Regions from separate parts of the Mus musculus genome. Here region 1 is linked to region 2. The links are chromatin contacts, called in public ChIA-PET maps. All regions are on one chromosome and are shown on one strand. Each heading gives the region's core, a stretch centred on a gene start, on an enhancer-like site or on the middle of the called end of the contact. The rest is flanking DNA. Distances are from core to core; before and after follow the strand shown. Region 1 overlaps Ift80 (intraflagellar transport 80). Region 2 has its middle 25 kb from the start of Gm35584.

Evidence for each region. ChIA-PET counts read pairs in DNA pulled down with a chosen protein or histone mark.
Region 1: a contact with region 2 is called in an RNA polymerase II ChIA-PET map of memory CD8 T cells, with 1,210 read pairs. The contact joins two enhancer-like sites. A contact is called at or near these places in 4 of 484 Hi-C or Micro-C datasets (CD4 T cells and regulatory T cells) and 7 of 115 datasets of contacts at active chromatin or transcription factors (T-cell acute lymphoblastic leukemia, Th17 cells, memory CD8 T cells and 2 more).

Annotation. Positions count from the first base shown.
Region 1 is chr3:68,972,681-68,977,705 of GRCm38.p6, forward strand. All of the region lies in intron 5 of Ift80 (intraflagellar transport 80), which reads right to left. Among named protein-coding and RNA genes, the nearest start is that of Ift80, 29 kb to the right of the region's middle. Within about 2 kb of position 1,836, at least 37 of the 459 cell types and tissues checked have an H3K27ac peak or open chromatin away from gene starts, as enhancers often do. A contact at or near this core is called in T-cell acute lymphoblastic leukemia, memory CD8 T cells, regulatory T cells and 1 more, where this site is marked.
Region 2 is chr3:68,783,760-68,788,871 of GRCm38.p6, forward strand. No RefSeq gene overlaps it. Among named protein-coding and RNA genes, the nearest start is that of Gm35584, 25 kb to the left of the region's middle. Within about 2 kb of position 3,827, at least 41 of the 459 cell types and tissues checked have an H3K27ac peak or open chromatin away from gene starts, as enhancers often do. A contact at or near this core is called in T-cell acute lymphoblastic leukemia, memory CD8 T cells, regulatory T cells and 1 more, where this site is marked.

The DNA of each region.
Region 1 (5,025 bases), core at 586-3,085, 190 kb after region 2:
CTGGAGAAGCAGGAGTAGGTGAGTGAGTGGGGGAACACCCTTAAAGAAGCAGGGGGAGGGGATGGGGATAGGGGGTTGTCAGAGGAGAAACCAGGAAAGGGGATAACATCTAAAATGTAAATAAAGAAAATATATAATAAAAAATTAAAAAAAAAAAAAGGACAAAAGCCAAGACAAAATTAGAGAAGAGGAGATAGGAAGACGGTAAGGGCCAGAGGATCAGGACACCTAATGGACAATACTGTCTTCTAGACATGACTGCAGCCATGAAGTCTAAACAGTATGGTAGTCTACACCTGTATACCAACCAGTCCACATGCCAATGTGGATGAGGAAAAATTTCATCACATCCTACCCCTAAATGAAGAGCTACAAGACGGGCAATGGCTGTTGAGAGGAAAAATACATTTTCTGCAGAAAGGAGCCTCTGATAGTTATGCAGTCTGGAGTGATTGGCATATAAGCAATCCTAAAGGAACTCAGTAGGCTGTGTACAAACACAACAGTACATTTTGTATACACACAGCAACAACAACATCACACATGAAGGCGATATATGCCTTTATTACCAGGACTCTGAAGTTACAGGCAGGCAGATCTCTGTGAGTTCAAGGCCAGCTGGATCTACATATTGAGTTTGATATCAGCCAATGGTGTACAGTGAGACACTGTTAGAAACAAAACGTAAAAAACAAAACTAAGAATAATTACAGAACAGGTCATGACTTCAAAGGAGGGGGTGTGGGAGGAGTAGGGGAGGGTAGATGATCAGGGAAGAAATGAAGCAAATGTACTATACTCATGTATAAAATTCTCAAAACATTTAAATTAAAACAAAGAATGTAGTTAGGATTATAGAAAACTAGTATGTGCTTTCTAATTTCCATTATTATACTTATATTTTGTGCAAAGGGGAAATTAATATATTTTAATTTATAAATTATCATACACTCACAACTGTCAGTAAGAGTATACTTTGCTGAGTTGTAGACAGAAATAATTCTGTAGTGCCAGCTCCCATTGAGTTGCACAGGATGTGACTCTGGGCCTTTAGCTGTGCTGTAGGATGTGGACCTGGGATGTGTTCACCCTCCTCCTCCCTTGGCTTTTGAGCTGAGGGCCTCTTAAGGTGGCTGTATCACCATTTCCTTGTTTACAGACCTCCCTTCCGAATACTCACCCACCATGTGAGGACAGGGAGACAATTTATTTCCTGCCTGTACAGTTTTTTAAATAGTAATAGTGTTTCAGAAAGGTGATTTAGAGAATAAAACAAAGCAAGCTGAGAAAGTGAAACATGGGGGCTGGAGAGATGGCTCAGTGGTTAAGAGCACTGACTGCTCTTCCAGAGGTCCTGAGTTCAAATCCCAGCAACCACATGGTGGCTCACAACCATCATCAGCAATGGGGTCCGATGCACTCTTCCGGTGTGTGTCTGAAGACAACTACAGTGTACTCATATAAAAAAAATGAATAAATAAACAAATCTTTAAAAAAAAAAAAAGAAAGTGAAACATGTAGTTTCTTTGTTACAAACAAGCCTTTAAGCCACATTCCTTCAAGCAGACATTAGCTAAGGTGTGGGTGCTTTGGATAGACAGCATTTATTAAGGCAGATGAACAGCTTTACAGAGAAAATGATTCATGATAAGTCTCTCTTACTAGCATTTGAGACAAATTCATAATATTAAACCACTGTTAAAAACATACATATTAAAGCATGAGTTAGCCAGGTGTGGTAGTGCCTGTGTGTGAGCTAAACACTTAAGAGTGTAGCAAGGGTCTGTTCCAAGTTCAAGGCCAGCCAGGGCTCTCTATCAAGACGCTGTCACAAAACAAACAAGTAAAGCACTATCCATGCTGTATTTCAGTTTGCAGAGTAGAACAAGAATACAGTTAGGCTGCAGATGGAGTTATTTTAAAATAAGAATTTAGTAAAGTATGTAACAAGATGTTATTAATTTTATCATTAACAAAAATAGAAATACATAATCATTTTGTAATAAATTCTGGCTTTTTGTTAAGGAAATTTTTATGCTCCATTTCAGTTAAAACATTCACGAGCTTGTTTTTCTGACTTAGTACACTAAAGTCATGTGATCTTTTTGACATTTTTTAAGAAACCACATGCACCTGGGTTGTGTTAAATGTCAGACCCTTATCTCTCTGTAAAACAAATTATCTAAATTCTTTCAACCCTTGAAAGCATTTTAAACCACAGAGGAGTTGAGAAAATGTATTTCCATTGTTTTAAGGAAGTACCTGGTCAAACGTACCATGTTTTTCACATTCATACCATAACAGTATCCCCTAAAAGTGTTGTTTTTCTGTTACTAAAAGATGTATTAGAAACAAAATACTCGCTAATGTGATACAGTGGCTGTCTTTGCCTAGATTTTAATATGGATTTACAGAGTGGATGGAAATACGTAAAATGGAGCCTAGCACTAACTGAACAGTCCCTGTTTACCAGTGCACTAGCAAAGGCTTTGTAAACTGTCAACATTCGCTTCTTTGCTGTTCATAGTAGAAAGCACTCAAGAACTAATTTGCCAGCTAAGCAACAGTGGCCTACACCTGTAATCCCAGCACGCACGGCCTTCAGACAAGCGGGTCACTCTGCAAGATCCTGTCAAAACAATCACATTTCCACTCATCTGGATGTGCAACTTGGTTTTTATGGGGGTCTCAAACAACTGGAACCAGGTGGGGGGAGGGGGTTTGCTATGCCAAAAGCTGTTGCCTGTATGTGGGATATGTTCTTCTAGATGGGCTGCCTTGTCTGGCCTCAGTGGGAAAGGAAGTGCTGAGCCTCACAGAGACTTAAAATGCCAGGATGGGGGGATACCTAGCCCCCCACCCCCACCCCGCCCCAGCTCAGAGAAGGGAAGGGGGCAAGAAATGTGTGAGGGGTGACCAGGAGGGGGCAGTAAGCAGAATGTAAAGTGAGTAAATTTAAAAAAAAAAACCTAAATTAAATTAAAAACAAACCACATTTTGCTTTCACTCTACTTGCAAAAGACAGATAATCAAGTGGGCCTCATTCCAGCAAAGCAACTCACTTATATGTGTCACTGGGTCAAGATAAAAAACAAAACAAAAACTTAAATAACAGCATTTGTTTCCTCAGGTTCTACCTCCCCACTTCCATATGACTTCATCTTTACCTATGTAACCACTCCCAAGTTAAATTTTAGCCTTTATTTCTGATCTTCAACACATTTCCATTTCCCCCAAAGATACCTAAAAACTCAAACTCTATATTGCTCCACCAGAATCTCTTATTCCTCTGGCCCTCTATCTCTTACAGGGTAGCCACCCTCTATCTCTTACAGGGTACCCACCCTCTATCTCTTACAGGGAAGCCACCCTGCTCAGCCCCTCCTAGAACTATGCCCCACGCCTCCCCCAATGGCCGCCTCAGTGCTTCTCTTAAATCCTACCCTCATTAACAAAGGACCTTTCAGAAACAGCCTCACTGGCCACCCTCTACAAGTCCCAATCTCCTCCTGTTTCCTCTTCTCTCACAACGAACTAGAGCACGTTCCTCACGGATAATCACTTCCTCCTCCTGTCCCACTCAGGGTTTCTGGTGCGTTGTTTTCTTTTGTTACAGGGCAAGGCAGTCAGCATGGTTGCTCCACAGTTCTGAGGCACACCCAGAATACCAGGCCAGACTTAACTGACATACCCTGGCCAGATGTGGAACGTATCTACTTCACAGATGGGAGCAGCTTTACCCAGATGGAATCGGGTGTGCAGGGGTGGAGGTAATGGACTTGGACTCTGTTATTTGGGCAATTGCTTTGCCACCAGAAACTTCAGCCCAGAAAACAGAACTAACGGCTCTAACTCAGGCTTTAAAACTGACAAAGGGAGCCATAGCTACAGTAGATATGCCTTTGCTATGGCTCACGTACATTACATGGATCCGTATACCAAGAGAGGGGATAATTGACTGCAAAGGGAAAAAAACATCAAAAATAAAGAAGGAATACTTGCTTTATTGGAGACATTATGGCTTCCTCTCAAATAATTCATTGCTCTGGGCATCAGAAAGGGACGAGAAATAGCCTGAGGGAACAGGCTAGCTGATAAAGCCCAAACTTCTACTGCTGACAACCTGGTAGCTTTGCTGCACCCTGTGCTCCCAGCCATTCCGGAATATACCGCTGAAGACAAATGACATCAGGCAAAATGCCAAGGAGTTTACAGAAGAGACAGAGGGTTGCTGACCTCCGAAGGCTGCACCGTCCTACCTAAGGAGTTTGCTAAGCCATACATCCATCAGACTCACCAAGCTTCACACCGGGGTCACGGAAAACTGAAGGAACTGCTGTACAAGCTACAAAATATTTGACTTAGGACACTTAGTTGACCAGGTAATCTCAGGTTGTGCCACATACCAGATTGTGAACTCCTCAGGCCCCGGTCAAGGGGCCACTCCAGGAACCAGAATCAGAGGTCAATGGCCAGGGGCTAATTGGGAAATAGCTTATACAGAAATAAAACCCAGAACATATAGATACAAGTCTTTGCTAGTTTTTATAGATATCTTTTCAGGCTGGGTAGAAGCCTACCCTACAAAGAAGGGACTGCCAACATAGTAGCAAAGCAGCTTCTGGAAGACATCACACCCAGGTGTGGTTTGCCTACCCTGCTTGGGTCTGACAGTGGACCAGCATCCATCTCTCAGGTAACTCAATCTCTAGCACAGGTTGTGGGGACAATTGAAAATTACATTGTGCATACAGATCCCAGAGTTCAGGGCAGGTAGAGAGAATAAATCAGACCCTGAAGGAGACCTTGACCAAATCGACCCCTGATGGTAACTTGGTGTCTCTCTGACCTTATGCCTTGTATAGGGCTGAGAACATCCCCTATACTTTAGGTTTCCCCCTCCCCCTTTGAAATCCTATATTGGAGGCCCCCTCCCATGCTGCCTAACCTCCAGTCTGCTATCTTAGCTGAATATAACCAACATAAGTTTTTAAAATCCTTGGAAGCCAGGATTAGGGTCCAGAA
Region 2 (5,112 bases), core at 2,577-5,076:
CTTCCTTTCAGTGAGTGAATGGCTCTTAAGTATAGTTTTTGTAGATTACAATGCTGAGCCACAATGTCAAAAGGTCAGACACAGTCTCAGGAAATAGTCCTGTCAGCAAGTGATCAAAGGCCAGGGTCCTTAGAGAAGCCTCGCCACGTCCAGTCAATTGCTCTAGCATATCAGGTTTACTCTTTGCCCACGTTGTCAGGCTGTCCTGTAGATGCTGTATGGTGACCCCTCAGCAAGCACCCTGGATCACCCAGGATCCTCGACATCCTGGCTTTCTGAGTCAGTGTGTTATGTGTTGGTTTTTAGTTTTTATTATGGACAAGTTAAACATATGTCAAAGTAGTCAAGATAGTTTAATGATACTCCACGTTCTATCCTCCACCTGCAACAATGAATGACTGGGTCTGGGCTGGTTTTCCATGACGTCTTTCCTCCTCCCCAGACAGCGTCTCATTTGACCACAGACATTTCAGTGTGTGTGTGTGTGTGTGTGTGTGTGTGTGTGTGGGTGTGGTGTGGGTGGGTGTGTGGGTGTGTGGGTGTGTGGGTGTGGTGTGGGTGTGGGTGTGTGTGTGTGAACATCCACCTGTGCCAGTAGCCTTTAAGTCTGTGACTCACACTGCTCTGCAGAGAACTGCATGGAGACTTGAAGCCTCAAGAATGTATCAGGCCTCATAAAAACCAGGCAGATAGATGCTTTGTGTTCTCTTCATTAACCAAGACCTCAAAACAGAAACTAATCACCAAGCCCGGAATACCTTTCAGGATGGAGGAAAAGGGGGACAGATTGGAGTTTTAAAGAGAGATAGAACGTGGCTGGCATATAAATTAGGAGTTCTCCATTGCCTTGGCCCACCAACGTGACCATTAGAGCATGTCTGGCCCAGGATGGATCTTACACAGATGAGGTAAGTGGAGCTTGGAAGATGACTTGAGGTAAAGCTGGGTGACATCACTGTCCCCAGTCCACAAGATTTACACAGTACACGAATACACTCTCAACTCAAGGTTAGGAGAAGCAGAGAGGCAAGGGAGGTTAGCTTAGGAAGGACCGGTTCATCATGGTGTCGGTCAGCCACCATCACGGTGTGTTTCCTGAGTTGTGTTCTTGTGATTCTCACTGAAGATAGAGCCCTCTTTTAAACAAAACAACACACCCCAACTGTTCGATCTCTCTCTCCCCATAAACAAGAGGCTCATGCTTCCTACTTCCATGGCTCTGGCCTGCCTCAAGACGAGCCCAGACTCCCAGCATGCTCTTCCATGGACTCCTGCCCTACAGCTCCATACTGCTCATCTCCCTGCAAAGCCTTCATGTTGTCTGGTTGGTTTTGGTGGTGGTGGCTCTGTCTTTGTTTTCCTGTCTCCTGGTGTCTCAGGCTGGTTCGCGCGTGCCTTGTATAGGATACTTTCCTCCTTCAGATCCACGCTTTCTCTATGTTTCTTGGCCTCCCTCAACTACGTTTTAAAAGCCTTGCATCCAATAACTTCCTCCCAAAAGTCCGATGCCTGTGACAGTTCCAGTCTGCTTTCTTCACACTGGAGAGCATTGCCTTTGAACTGTCTTACCCTGATTAACCTTCGTCATTCATCTGGTCTCTGCTCTTCTTGAAGTACTCAGGGCTTTCTTTGCTGAGAAGCTCCCAAACAGAACTAAATGGAAGTAGCCTGAGAGTCAAGCAGCAGGACCTGGCTCACTGAGCTCCAGGGTCAGAGGTCCCCTAGGTTCAGATTGCCACTGCTGGGTACCCACAAGACTGTGACATGTTCCTTGGCTATCCTAAGCCTCAATCTCCTAGCATGACACAGGAGAATAAGACCTGCCCAGCAGGATAAATACAAAAATACCTGCTTTCCTGCATATTTATAATTCATTCATAGGTGTTGTGATTATAAAAAGATAAAGGAATATTAAGATATGTTCTGTTGGGGTGTGGTGAGGTGTGGGGGAAGGAGGTGCCTCAGTGGTCCCATGCCAAGGCATCCCTTCCCCCTGAGGGACCGTCCACACGACGGTATAGTATAGAATAGGGTTTATTCTGGGCATGGAGAGGGGAGTTAAGAGGGTAAAAGAGGCAGAGAGAAAGGCAGAGAGAAGAAGAGAGTAGAGAGGTAGAGGCCAGCCATGACCACGTGGAGAGAGGATGAAAGGGAATGGGGAGAGAGGGGGAGCAAGAGGGCAAGAGACAATAGAGAAAGGCAAGAGAGTAAGAGAGAGAGGAGGAGGCAGGCAGCCCCTTTTATAGTGGGCTAGGCCTATCTGGCTGTTGCCAGGTAATTGTGGGAGTAGAGTTTAGACAGAATACCAACATTAGGTATGTTTCAAAAAGCCACTGGAGAGTATGCAGGCATGAGCACAGATTTAATTCCATCATCACTAACTGTTTCAAAAGTAGTTCTGGGACAAAGCCTTGCCCGTGCCTTGCCCATGCACACTAAGGTAGACATGGTAAATACTGGAAGGGAGTGATGGATGGATGTTGGCACTTGGAGGAGTCAGAACGGATTTAGCAAGCAGAGAAGCAAGCGTTAGGAAGACACACCCTCTGAGATGGTTCTCAAGCTGCTGTCTGTCACAGGTAAACTTGAACTCCCTCTCAGTGGTGAGCCCCGTGAAAGTCTGCTGCAGTAGCTGGGCTCAGTCAAGAGACCAGCCTCTATCTTGTAACTGTGAACTTGGAAAATGTGACTCTGACAACTGACAGCCCTGAGGGCCGACAAACAGGAGCACAGACACTAGAGTGCTCTGTTACTGCCATAAGTTCTCACCTAAGACGAAAGCTCACAGAGAACTATTCGGCCCAGGAGAGCTTTGCAAGAAGTCCCAGCCTGTTACCACCCCATAGGGCTGATGCTCGTAGGACATGGATACACCCATGAACACAAGAGGGAACATGGCTCCATGAAACTCTCCACCTGCTTCCTGGATTCTGTAAACTTCCCCATGGATTCCTCTCAGGGAAGCTCTCCTTTGCCCTGCCCTTCTCTCATGCCCTAGATAGATGAACATTGGACCAGATATCCGTCAGATGGCAACCTAAAAGAAAACTAGATTCTCCCCGGGGCCCTACCTGGACCCAGGTCCTCAGTCCCACTAAAGGATGTTTGGACAACAAAGATCATTACTACTCTGCTGTGCTCACAGTAGGATGCTAAGAGAGCACTGCTCCAGGATTGGGCTATGGAGTAAGCCACTCCCACCTTTGTATGATTTGAGCCTCTGCAGCTTCCTGGCTCTCAGCTCTTCACAGCCTTTAATCTCTCTGTGCTGCTTAGGTAAGTCAGTGTGTGTAGCACCTGCTGCTTAGTATGTTATACCTGCACAGTGCCTCTGGTTATTAAATAAAGCACAACATATAGAGTGTCTAGCACACTGCGAGCCCTCTGAAACAAGTCATGTTATATAAAATATTAGGGGCATTTCCTGTCTGATCCATCGTTCATTCCCAGTATTATTGTCTTAGACATGTAGGGAGCCTTGACACATTAACTGGTGGGATTAGTTCTCCAGACATTTGTTTCCTGAAGTCTGTCTGGATGCGGAAACAAAGCTGACTGGAGAAGTGCCTGCCTTTGTGGGGTTACTATCTAATGTCAGTCAGCAATGACTAAATGAAATCAACCCTTGACAAATAATAAAGAAACCCAGGGAGAGATCAGAACTAGAGAGCAAGGAAGAGTTCTGTTTTAGATTCTGTGAGTTGAGATTTCCCAGAGGAGGTGACACCCAGGAAGATGAAGGGGCCACAGAAACAGTATGTGCCAGAAGAAAATGTCAGTTTCGTTCAGCACCGGAGATCAACAGTGTGGGTAAGCTGGGATGCTTTGATCAGAGGAAATCAACATCACAAGCTTTTAAGAAGCCTCTTCCTTGGAAGGGCTCCCCTCCTCCTCCTCCCCTGTCTCCTCTTTGCTCTGACTACAAACAAAGCCTTTTCTACCTTATCCCTGCTTTTTCCAGGCTCTTCATTCAAATTTTATAGCCCCTTCTTCCCCTTTCTGTTCCAGACCGCTTTGATCTTTTGCCCTTTTTCCTCTCTAAGTGTTCTGTGGCCCTTTTCTGCAGAAGATGCACATTTTCGGCAAGGCTCTCATCCTTGCGCCCTCAGAGACTATCACAGAACAGCTAAAAGTGCTGAGCGCATTAGGGAGGCAGGAGCTGCAGACAGGGGGAAGGTCAGAGAGAGCTGAGCCGACACAAGGCCTGGGCAGGAGTCCCAGGACAGGTGTGGAGGCTCCAGGGCCACTGTTGAGGGATCTACCAACTAACTGCACATTACGGGCTTAGGGTCGACCCTGTTAACCCCTCCGGGTACCCCATCCTCTCTCTGCTGAGTTCAAGGCTACTGTAGTGTACACAGGAGGAGAGTACACACACTCAGGGGCTCTGTCAGCTTCTCCTGATTCTGACAGCTCAAAGTGAGGCCCATAGACAAAGCTTGGATGACATCGGTCAATGGGGCAGCATTTTGTGCCAGTCACCTGGGACCTCATCCTAGTCTTGTCAAATTGTACCACTTGTACCATTTCTGGTACCCAATATAATTTTAAAAACTAGCTCATTTCCTTTCTTTTCTGGAAAATCTTTATATCAAACTCAAAAAGAAGCAAGCAATAGGCCCTTAAAAAGAAATACAAGAAAAACTAACAGATGTGAAGGGATCGCATCGAGAGTCTCTCAAGTCTCCTGATGCTCGCTGAGTACTCTGAGCCTAAAGTTCTCTTCTGTCTGCTAGGAGGAGAAACAGAAATCAAAGACAAGCACACATGCAAGACGAAGAGGGTGCATGAGCTAAGATAAGAAGGGGCTCGGCTAGGGGAGTACTTGCTTTTGCTCTGATCAGTAGCTGAGAATTAACGGGGAAAAGGCCCTCAATACAAATGCAGTTGTGTGAAGGACTGGGTGAACCTAGCTCATGGAAGCTCATCAGTCAGTGCATTTGTATAGCAGGTCCACTCCCTACACCACCAAAACATTCATTCATTCATTCATTCCTTTTATTTCTGTGTATATGTGCCTGTCTGTGTGAATATATGACATACGTGTACCTGCCCATGGAAGTCTGAAGAAGGGATCAGATCCCTTTGAGCTGGAGTCACAGGTGGCTGTGA